2 separate regions of the Mus musculus genome follow, and region 1 is linked to region 2. Evidence: chromatin contacts called from public Micro-C data. All regions are on one chromosome and are shown on one strand. The core of a region is the stretch at or near the end of the contact, and the rest is flanking DNA. Distances in the headings are between cores, read along the strand shown. Region 1 has its middle 46 kb from the start of Rgl1. Region 2 overlaps Rgl1 (ral guanine nucleotide dissociation stimulator,-like 1).

Region 1 (5,294 bases), core at 609-3,108, 110 kb after region 2:
GCCGCAGAAGATTCTGGTCTGTGGTGTTCTTCCTGGCCGGTCGTGAGAACGCGTCTAATAACAATCTTACAGTCATGAGATGCTATCTCTATCTCAATCTCATTGGGCAGGTGTCAGGCAGCTAGAATCAGCCCAAAGCCAATTGAAATTCCTCACACTAGCCAATCCTAAGCTGTTCACCTGCCCTGCCTTGCCATAATAGCTTAACCCCAATATAGGATTGGTTTAAATCCCCCCCCCACTTGCTTCCTGAACACCACTCTCTTCTTACTCAGCCTTGTGTGGCATGCTTTATCTCATGTGATCATGACAAACTGGGTTATTTTTTTTCCCAAAAGTTTCTCATGTCCCTCTTATGACCACACATGACTGCCTAGCTAACGAGCACAAAACAAGGACATGTGATGTGCTTCTGGGCAGCTCTAATGTCCAAGGAAGGACCAGGTATTGAGGGAATCAGTGAAGCATACAAGTTTCAGCCAGGCTGCTCAGATCAATAGCTTGGAATATGGAATACATCTCAGAAACACAGACAAGTCTACAAAGAGCTTAGTGTTTCAGGATGCCATTTCCAAAGTGTGGAGCTAAAGAAATACCAGAATATTGATAATAACTGAAATTATTCCCCAAAGTTTGTACCCTGGAGGGCTCTCCAGCTTTTTCTGCCACATGAGGACACAGTAAAATGTCAGTTGTCTGCTACCTGGAAGAGAACCCTCACTGGAATCCAACCATGTTGAATATCCTACCTCTAGAACTGGGAGAAATAACTGCCTGTTAGTTACAAGCTTGGTTGTCTCAGCTGCTATCTCATAGCTAGCTGCCTAAACCAAGACAGATACTACATAGTGGGGACCTAAACAGAAACTCTGTCACAAAGACTGCCGACAAGGTCAAGAGTGTAAAAGGTGGTGGCTTTGATGGGCCTTTGGTTGTCTGTTTACAGGACACTGCAGAGCCATGCTCTCGGAGAACTGTACTACTGCCTGAGCCAGCAAAGACTGAGGTCTGCACACAGAAAGTAAACAGAATCGGACTGATCCTGAAGCTCGTAGGCAGCTTCACAAAGAAACCAGAGTGTAGAACTGGACACAGACAAAGGGACTTTCACCCTAATTCTGACACTTGCCAAACACCTAGCTTCAGCCATGTGCCTTCATCTCTAATCTTCAAAATTATTATGAGTAAAATGAAATTTTCCTGGGGCTAGGACAGTTGAATATATTGATAAAATATAAACGTGCCACACACAGTTCTTTTTTATGGTGTTTATTTATTCTTTTGAGTACTTCATACAATATATTTTGATGATATTCTTCCCCTCCCCAACTTCTTTCAGATCCTCTCACGTCCCTACACATCCACCTTCACATACTTTCTTTCTCTCTTACAAAACAAATGAAAAACAAAACAAAACAAACAAACAAAAACAAAGCCATCAGTAAAGCCATGGAGTCTGACTTGCCAGGCAGAGTTCTTCCTACAAAGGAGGCGCTCGGTAAGTACTATTCCTCTCCTTTCCAGGCTGCAGCTCAAGTGCATCCAATCTCACTAATCGAATTCTCACGCCTGATGATGTCACCTTTCTCATCTCGGACCTCAGGCCCCCAAAGCATTTTATGCATTAATAACTTCCTAGCAAGTACATTTTTGTCTCTTTGCCTCATATGAAAACTCTGGCAGACAAAAAGAGAAATTCATAAGAACTGTAAAGAAGAGTCTGGGCTCTGCCATCAACCCCGCCTTTAGGCTGATGGCTCAAGAGCTGGATCCTCAGAATTTAACACAACATACTCCCACTGCTTGTCCAAACTGTCATCCAGTTTTTTACAAGATCCCTCTCTTCATGTCCCTCATGAGTATGACTTAACCCCCAAAGCATGCATGATTAACACATTACTATTTCCTCCCTCAAGAATGGGATGTGACAACATGAGGGGGGTGGGGGTGGGCGTTCCTCAGCTGGATGGAGAGAGAAAGGTCACGTCCTATTTCCATTCAGGCCCCTCAGGCCTTCATTCCACACAGAGAAAGTCTCTGTCCCAGAGCCAGAGAATACTCTGTATTTTAGTGACCTTCTCACACATGCAAAAACCAAAAACAGATTACGTCCAGAGGTTAGTGACAATCCAATGAAGAGTCAGCCAGCAATACGGCAAAAATAATAAACTAAATCACAATAACTTAGTGTTACCTCAAGAACACATCAAATCTCTCTCCCTCTCTCTCTCTCTCTCCCTCTCTCTGTCTCTCTCTCTGTCTCTGTCTCTCTCTCTCTCTCTCTCTCTCTCTCTCTCACACACACACACACACACACACACACACACACGACAGAGGACAGAGGACAGCACTATGGTATACATTACCAGTTAGTAGAACAACATCTGACTATGAAATCATGAAAAAACTCACCAGTCACTCAGGTATTTATTTCAATCCATGCCTAGTAGGGTGCCAGTGCTTTGAGGTTTATAAATGAATTAAACTAAAACTGAAGAACATGGTCTCAAGGACAGTTTTATTGGGAAAAGAAAATTACCATCTTGCAAAAAAAGAACATCCTCAAATAATCCCTAGTTCAGCACTGACCCGCAGAGCGAAGCCAGAGAAGAGAAGGGGCAGTGTAAGGGAGAGTGGTCTGGAAACATTCTGGGCCACTCCACACAGATCTAACAGGGACTTTCAGAAACCTAACCCAGCATGCCTGAAGCCCCCCTTGACTCCAAGGGCGCACAGCTTCCGGGTGAGCATCATGAAGCTCCCATTACTCAGTTACTCTCAGCATCCTCTCTAGCCACTTCTCTTCTGCTACAGGAACTCAAAATTCTAGGATAGAATTCTACACAGAGATGTCCTTCTCCTAGGGATAGTCAACCGAATTCCCTTCTAGAATTCTATTTGCTGGGTTGATTTCCACTTTTCTCTTAAACATGAACTCAGACACTGTTTGCTCTGATGCTTGCTTTCTCTGTCACCCACGGCCACATCAGCGTACGGGGCTACACTGTTCTCAGCTCCCCTGTGGGCACTTTTATCACCACACCCACCCTACTGCCCTACAATCACCACCTTATTGATTTAACTCTGTCCCTCTGTCCCAAGCCCATATATCAAGATCAGCCTTATTGAATATGATGAGGATATAACAAGTCTGTTTGATATGTAGTTTGGTCAAGCCCAGTGCTGTACAAATATAATGCCAGCTCTCAGAAGACTAAAGCAGGCAGATTGTGAATTTGAGGCCAGCCCAAGGCTACATAGCAAGTTCCAAACCACTCTGTATTACATGGCAAGACTTTACCTCAGAAAATCCATAACATTAATAATGTGTATAGTTCAATTAAGGTATTTTCATACATAAGCCTTCTATGAAGAAAATATGTTCTATTAAATATTTTATTTATAACTTAAAATTAAATATTTGTAATATTTATATTTTAAGATCATTAAATGGAATAGCTGTGATTAGTCATTACTCTGAAAATCAAACACTTAGCTCCAAATATGACACTCTAGCCCAAAGAGACAAATAATGACACTTTGAAAAACAATGACCAAGAGCCCCTCCCTCACACCCAGAGACAGTCTGACTCCCAAGAAGTCCATCATAATCAGGCTCATGGTGAGACCCCCCTGTCCCAATGCCCGGCCTAACTAGAACCCCCACAGAACTCAGCAGATAAGAGACCTCTCCGCCCTGCCACGGCTACATCTTCCTTCCCATCTACAACTCTGCCCAGGCAGATCGGGTGCTCCAGATCCCCCTACACCCAGAGACAGCGGGATAAGTGGGTATTAACCCCAAAGCTTGGAATACCCACGGTACAATTCATAGACCATATGGAGCTTAACAAGAAGAAAGGCCAAAGTGTAGATACTTCAATCAAACTTAGAAGGGGGAACAAATTAATCACAGAAGGCAGAGGGAGGGAGGGACCTGGATGGGAGACGGGAAGAGGAGGAAAAAAGTGGGGGCAGGATCAGGTATGGGGGAAGACAGGAAAGAAGTCCAGAAGGCCAGGATAATGAGTAGAAATATGTAGCACTGGGGGTGGGGTGGGGTGGGGTGGGGTGGGGCTTTACTGGGGAAACCACTAGAAAATCCCAAACACCATGGATGTGAAAGGCTCCCAGGACCCAATGGAGATGACATTAGCAGAAATGCCCAACATCGGTGAGACAGAACCTGAAGAGACCATCGGTTGATAGACAAGGCGCCTAGTTGAAGGAGCCACCCACCCATCTCCAAATTTTTAAAACAGAATTGTTCCTGTCTAAAGGAAATGCAGGAACAAAAAAAAAATGGAACAGAGACTAAAGGAAAGGCCATCCAGAAGCTGCCCCACATTGGGATCCATCCCATCTACAGACACCAAACCCTGACACTATTGTGGATGCCAAGAAGTGCATGCTGACAGGAGTCTGATATAGCTGCCTGACAAATATGGAGGCAGATGCTCGCAGCCAACCATTAGACTGAGCACAGAGTCCCAATTGAGGAGATAGAGAAAGGACTGAAGGAGCTGAAGGGGTTTACAACCCCATAGGAAGAACAACAACAATATCAACCAACCAGTCCCCTAGAGCACCCAGGGACTAAACCATCAACCAAAGAGTACACATGGAGGGACCCATGGCTCCAGCTGCATATGTAGCAGAGGACGGCCTTATCTGGCTTCAATGGGAGGGGAGGTCCTTGGTCCTGTGAAGGCTTGATGGCCCAGAGTGGTGAGGTGGGAGTGAGAGAGTGGGTGGAGAAGCACCCTCTTAGAGGCAAAGGGGAAGGGAGATGGGGTGGGGGGCTGGAGGGGAAATGGAAAGGAGGACAACATTTGAAATGTAAATAAATAATTAATTTTTTAAAAAGAAGGAAAAGAAAAACAATAACCAAAAATGTATTTCCAGAAGTAAAAATATAATTTAGTGGTTGGAATATAGTCATAAAATTTATGAGAATGCAGTACAAATAGGGATAAAGCTCGGTGACTCTGAAAGAAGTTACAGAGCAGAAACAAAGAACGAGAAAGTAGAGATTGGGTAGGACGCACAGAGGAGAATGTGGGGAAATCTGAATTGAAAATTCTGGAGAGACTTCCAGATTAAAGAAAGATATCAATTCACATACTGTTGGGGGGGGGGGGAGATTCGTTACATTGTAACTCTCAGAAAAATAAACACTAATGGAAAGTAGAAGCAAGCTCTAGCTGGTGAGGACCGTTCATTCACAGAATAAATATACAGAATGTAAAATACATGTTTGAAAACTTTTTATAAAAAGCAATCTCAGATAAGGC
Region 2 (5,421 bases), core at 1,786-4,285:
AGAAGAATGGGGGGTCTAGAGACAACCTCACACACTCACAGAAAAATGGGAGACCTAGAGACAACCTTACACACTCGCAGAAGAATGGGAGACCTAGAGACAACCTTACACACTCGCAGAAGAATGGGGGACCTAGAGCCTGGTTTTCAGGTCTTTTCCTTAAAGCAATAAAAATAAAATATTTTTTCTTTCCCTCACTCTAGCAGTTACACAACAACAAATGGCTGACTAGGTCAGATTCTCATTTGTACAACTGAATATAGGGTGTATAAAAGCTGGTATAGAAATATGGCCAGCGTGTGCTCAAGATAGACTACGTGATCTACTTTCCATACTTGATCTGCATTCCCATTGGATGGAAACTTTAGCCAGTTCATATGCTGCAAAAGCTAAGTGCCGAAGAGCAAAACCACCGTGGTAACTGCTAATTCTTTGACTATGTTTTCCAGCAAACTCCAAGCTATGAAGTGTGACTAACACAATCAAATGTGCACAGCACACAGAAACGGTCAAAATTCAAATGTGCAGGAAGCACACGTGGAGATGGGCTGCCAGATATGGTCACATGTGGGCTCCATGGGCTTACTTCAAACTGACTCCGGCTTTCACCCCTTTACAGTCCTTCAAATAAACAGTTCGGCTCTTGAAATATTTATGAGTCCAAAGGGAGAGAAATACCCACAGCACAAGGTAGATTCTGTTTCGCTAGGATTAGAATTCTTACTTCCCTCTGTGACCCGAGCTCTGAGGAAAATGCACTTTCACCCAGGGCTGCAAGAAGAGCCGAGGCTTAAATTATTCACACGAATGATTCACAGAGCCTTAACTCTCCTTTTACAGACACAGACTCTCTCAAAGACTCAGTAGGACTTGTGGCACACTCCCCGTGCTGCCCACTGCCCTCTGGGCCAACAGTACTGCCACCACCCCACGTTTTAAGTAGAGACACATCTGAGATACAGTGAGAAGACCTACTGCGTCCATGTAGGTCAGCTGTTCTGCCACGAGATCTTCTGAGAAGTTCGTGAATTCTGCTGACCCTCCGCTCTCCAGTTCCTCTTCCTCTTCCAGGCTGAAGGAGCTGGTGTTGAGAAGTCCATCTGTCCACGATGGGAAAACAGTCAGTATGGGGGTGCCTTGGTCATAGTGTCAAACTACACTTCTTTCATTCAGGAAGAAAAGGGCTAACTCTTCAGAAAACCACAGGTAGAGACGAACAAGAACGATATATTGGAGCAAAATGGAGATACAATCCTGAGTATTCTCGTGTTCTTATTAAGCTCAGAGAGGTGTTGAGTGACCCCTGAGAAATCACTCAGAGGCTAGCCCAGGCAAAAACTAAAGAGGCAAAACTGAACACAACCTCATCTCAGCCCCCATCAACTCCATCAACATTTCCAGGACCAAACCAGCTAATACCTACACCCCAGCCCTGCAAGCCTTGATTGTTGAGCCACAGAGAGCCAGATGCCTAAAAGACTGAGCAAGGCGGCCGGCCAAGGTTTGGTAAGGTAGGATAGGTCATTGGGGTTTCAGAGATGTGATGAGACCTGTAGTCCTTTTAACAATACTGAGCAGACTCAAATGCTGCTAAATCAAAGGGTTGCTGTCAGCTTTCACATAGAGAGTGAAAAGGTGAGAAACAGATTGGAAATAAATGCCCTGGCACCCTATACTGCTGGTCATCCATCCTAAAGTTACACAGCTCAGAGCCTAAAGAAGTCAACGGGAATCACTGCCCAGGAGCCCATCTGAAATGCTGAAGGGCCGAGCTCCAGCCTCCTCTTTGAAGTCTCCTTCTCCCAGGCCCTCTCATTCCCACCACACTTCTTGGTCCCTTTCAGTCAAAGCTGAACTTCTGCTGGGGCTGGGGAAGCCTAGCTGCACACAGTGGCATCCAGGCAGAAATCCAGTTCCGTGTTACTACTCCCCCTGCCTGGTTACGTTTTTTAAGCCTTTTCCTTCTCTTTATGGGGGACGCTGTTAGGCATCTTATATTGAATTGATAGAGCTTCTTCAAAGCTTCCATTGAGAAATGGGGTGCTCAAAGTGAGACTGTTACCTGTCCAGTACCATGTGCTACCTGCCCGCTCTGGTGGCAGGGCTGTGATTACAGGACTGGCTCTGGACCTCAGAGCTGAACGTTCTGTTGTGAATGGGACTGGTAGGAGAGCTTCACTATCTATTCCTGTTATCCTGGATACAAAGCAAAAGCACCCATCAAAGAGCTAAAATCCCACCCAGTGGAGGATGCTAGCGCCTGATGTCAGTACTTCTCCACTCAACTCTGGCACTTTCTCATTCAGTGAAGAAGAAATCGGATGTGCCAATCAAAGGTTCAAGGAGCCTTCTACCCCTCCTGATGACTACAATGTACTTTAATACCTATAAAACAATGCAGAAGCTGTCCAGCTTCTGCCAAGGAGAGTACAGGGTAAGGACTAACATCACTCACTCACACATTCATTCATTCATTCATTCATTCATTCCTTGTAAATCTGGCATGCACCTAGAATGTCACTACGTGTGAAACCTGTGATCCTTTCTCTCTGGGACCTGGTCTATGCTTTCACTGCTCCTGCCTGAGTCTCCAGGGGTTATGTACAAATCTCTATGCACAGTTTTACTTTTGCAAACACACAGGAAAGCTCACTGCTTTCCAGAGTATGACATGGGGGCTGGGGGGTGAGAGGCACAAGGGAACTAACTAAGCTCCCAACATTCCTCTTCAGGAATGGAGCCTATACTTCATAAACAGGGCCTGGAGCATTCTTGATGACAACTGCCCACACTTAGGAAAAGATTCATTCTTGGGTATTGCCTAAAAGTTTTTGTGAGGTCAGGCCACCTCCCTAGTCCCTGCCTCTGCCTGCCAAAAGAGCTCTGCCCTCCATTCCCTGAGCCGGAGAGGACCAATGACTGGTCCCACTGGTTCCCCAATTAGGCATGGGGCCAGAGGCAGCCCCAGTGGGGCGAGCTGGGCTCCAGTGCAACAGCAGCAGCAGCAGCAGCGTTTTCTACCAGAGCACAAAGCTGGGCGGGCAGGCGGGAGGAGGCCCTGAAGGGAGCTGAGGTCTGGCAGCTGGAGCTGAGCTTCCAGGGTATTCAAGCATTCCCGGCAGATGAAGTCATCTGAGATACAAAGCCTTTGGCAATCTGAGCCAAATGATGCAAGTGCATTCCCCTTCTCTGGTCCCCAGTCCATACAAACCACTCAACAGGTACCGGGTAGAATTTAAAGTCACTGTATTTGCTTTGGCTTTGGGGTAGCATCCCTTATCTGCGTTAGGAGCCATTTCCTTTCCCTCACTGAGGAAACCGGACATTACTTCAAGGAAATGCCTACCAGAAGTTCCAAGTGGGTCAGCTGCCATGGCAACTGTTACCCAGTGCCTCGGTGAAAGGCTATATCATCACGCTGGAGCGCGATGGAACCTCTTGACTAATTTCTGCAGAGCCTGGCAGCCAGCACACTCTATGGCCAGCAGTGGTGGCTCTGCATTTGTCCCTGGAAGCTCGAGGTCAGCCTCCAATAGGAAAAAACAGCCTCAGAGACTTCCTTCGATTCGGTCACTAGAGACAGTCGATGTCAGCAATCGGGGCTGCCAGGGGACATGACACTAATGCTTTTTAGGGAAAAGGAGGAACACCTCTTCCAAGCTTTTGTGAGAGGGACGTGGACTTGAACCCTTGCCAGCCACACAGGGTTGGTTGGTTGTCGCCCGTTTATATCTGATAGAACACATTAGGCAGAGAAGAAGCCCATTCATGTTGATAAGAGAAAGTTTAAAAAAAACAAAAACAAATCAAGAAAACCCTGTTCCTGGTAACAGTAGGCACCCTGGGCAATTACTTAGCTTCTCTGAGCTGGTTTTACAATTTAATCTTTAAAATCATAAATCCAGCCTTGAAAATCCCTCTTTTCACTCTGAAACCTTAGGGTTCTGAGGTTCACAGTTCAATAATTTTATACCTATCCCAATTTTCTGAGGGTACCAGGGTTTCTTATTGAGTCAATGAATGGGGAGCCCCCACATTGCAGAGCCCAGTAGAGGTTTCCCTGGGACCAAACAGGTACTCACTGTCGGAATCCACGTCCTGCTTTTGAAACTGTTCAAGAAGGTTCTGTGCTCTCCTCTCTGGGTCAGAGCCAGGCATCATCTGTTTGAGGTACTCCAGCAGCTTCTGAAGGCAAGGGAAGTGAGGGGGCTCCCGGAAGTCTTCCGCACACTGGTCAAGCCAGGCCCTCAGGATGGAAGCAATGGCACTGGGAAGGAGAGATGGAGACACAGTGAACACAATGCTTACGGGACTCGAGACAGGCCCTGGACCCCACAGCTGGTAGCTGAAGAGGGTTGGGGAGACTAATAATGTTTTGTTGTTAGAAAATCCAACCAAGGCAGACGAAAGATGAGAAGAGGATTTACTGAGTTCCAAACAATCCAAACACAAGCCACTAACTGTGCATTTGCTCAAATTAAAGACCAGAAAACCAGGCTATCAAGATGACACAGTAAATAAGAAACTTTCTACCACGCCTGACAACTGAGCTCAGTGATGCCTGGGTCCCACACAATGTTAACAAGTTGTCCTCTGACAGCCTGCACTGTAGCATGCTTCAGCTAGCCCTTCAGACTCCCACACAAATAGATGAACAAAGGTAATAAAACAGAAAAGTAGCCTAAAAGTAGCCGTATTGATAACTTAGGACATAACTGGCTACCACTAGGCTAGAACTCATCTGGAGTAAGAAGTCTCCAGGTTAATGGGGAAATGCCTGTTTAATTTTAAAAACATCACTAGGGTTTTGGCACAAGGACCAAAGCTTTCCTCATAAAGTTATCCCTTTGTTTCTCAAATTATAATGAGACGGCGTGTCAGGAACCACTGGGTGATGGAGTCACAAGGTTCCCCGGGTGTCAAAGCACAAGAACAGCCAGATACGCTCTGGGTGCTTGGTGCGCTACAGACACCTCCTGAGTAACTAAGGGTGTTGCCTGTAAGTTACGGGGAGCTCCTCTCTCTAGAGCAGAGTCAGAGCAATGACAAAGGGGTAAACTGCAGCAGGGCCATTACTCCACGCTTCATCGTCAGAAGACTTCAAAGACACTTCAGTGTTAGTTCCACACCAGGCTAGTCTGCCTCCCTAATAAAACAACTCCATCGAAAGGGATGTTCACTGATGCTGGCTGGAGAAGGTATCAGGGAGAATCAATAAATTCCTGTGCATCCCAAGGCAAAGAAACCACACTGTCTTAGCTACAGTGACAAAACTCTTTCACCCACCCAAAAGAGTGTATGTGTGTAGGTCAGAGGGTAACCTATGCCACTCCTTAGGAGCCATCTGCCTTGTCTGTTGAGATGGGTCTCTCATTGGGACCTGGGGGGTCACCGATAGGCTAGGATGGCTGGTCAGCAAGC

What was found. Hi-C and Micro-C count contacts between places; a contact is called where the count stands out from the background.
Region 1: a Micro-C map of muscle stem cells shows a contact between it and region 2, with 3 times the contacts expected there. The contact joins two enhancer-like sites. A contact is called at or near these places in 1 of 15 datasets of contacts at CTCF or cohesin (the NIH/3T3 cell line), 5 of 484 Hi-C or Micro-C datasets (CD4 T cells, the G1E-ER4 cell line, cerebral cortex and 2 more), 1 of 115 datasets of contacts at active chromatin or transcription factors (embryonic stem cells) and 2 of 9 other capture datasets (adipose tissue and liver).

What each region holds. Positions count from the first base shown.
Region 1 is chr1:152,668,088-152,673,381 of GRCm38.p6, forward strand. It overlaps a transcript of Rgl1 not described here. Among named protein-coding and RNA genes, the nearest start is that of Rgl1, 46 kb to the left of the region's middle. Within about 2 kb of position 1,859, at least 61 of the 459 cell types and tissues checked have an H3K27ac peak or open chromatin away from gene starts, as enhancers often do. A contact at or near this core is called in the NIH/3T3 cell line, adipose tissue, muscle stem cells and 1 more, where this site is marked.
Region 2 is chr1:152,553,321-152,558,741 of GRCm38.p6, forward strand. Rgl1 (ral guanine nucleotide dissociation stimulator,-like 1) reads right to left here. Exons shown (of 18, transcript NM_016846.4): 5 at 4,083-4,267; 6 at 976-1,100. Among named protein-coding and RNA genes, the nearest start is that of Gm51749, 16 kb to the left of the region's middle. Within about 2 kb of position 3,036, at least 176 of the 459 cell types and tissues checked have an H3K27ac peak or open chromatin away from gene starts, as enhancers often do. A contact at or near this core is called in the NIH/3T3 cell line, adipose tissue, muscle stem cells and 1 more, where this site is marked.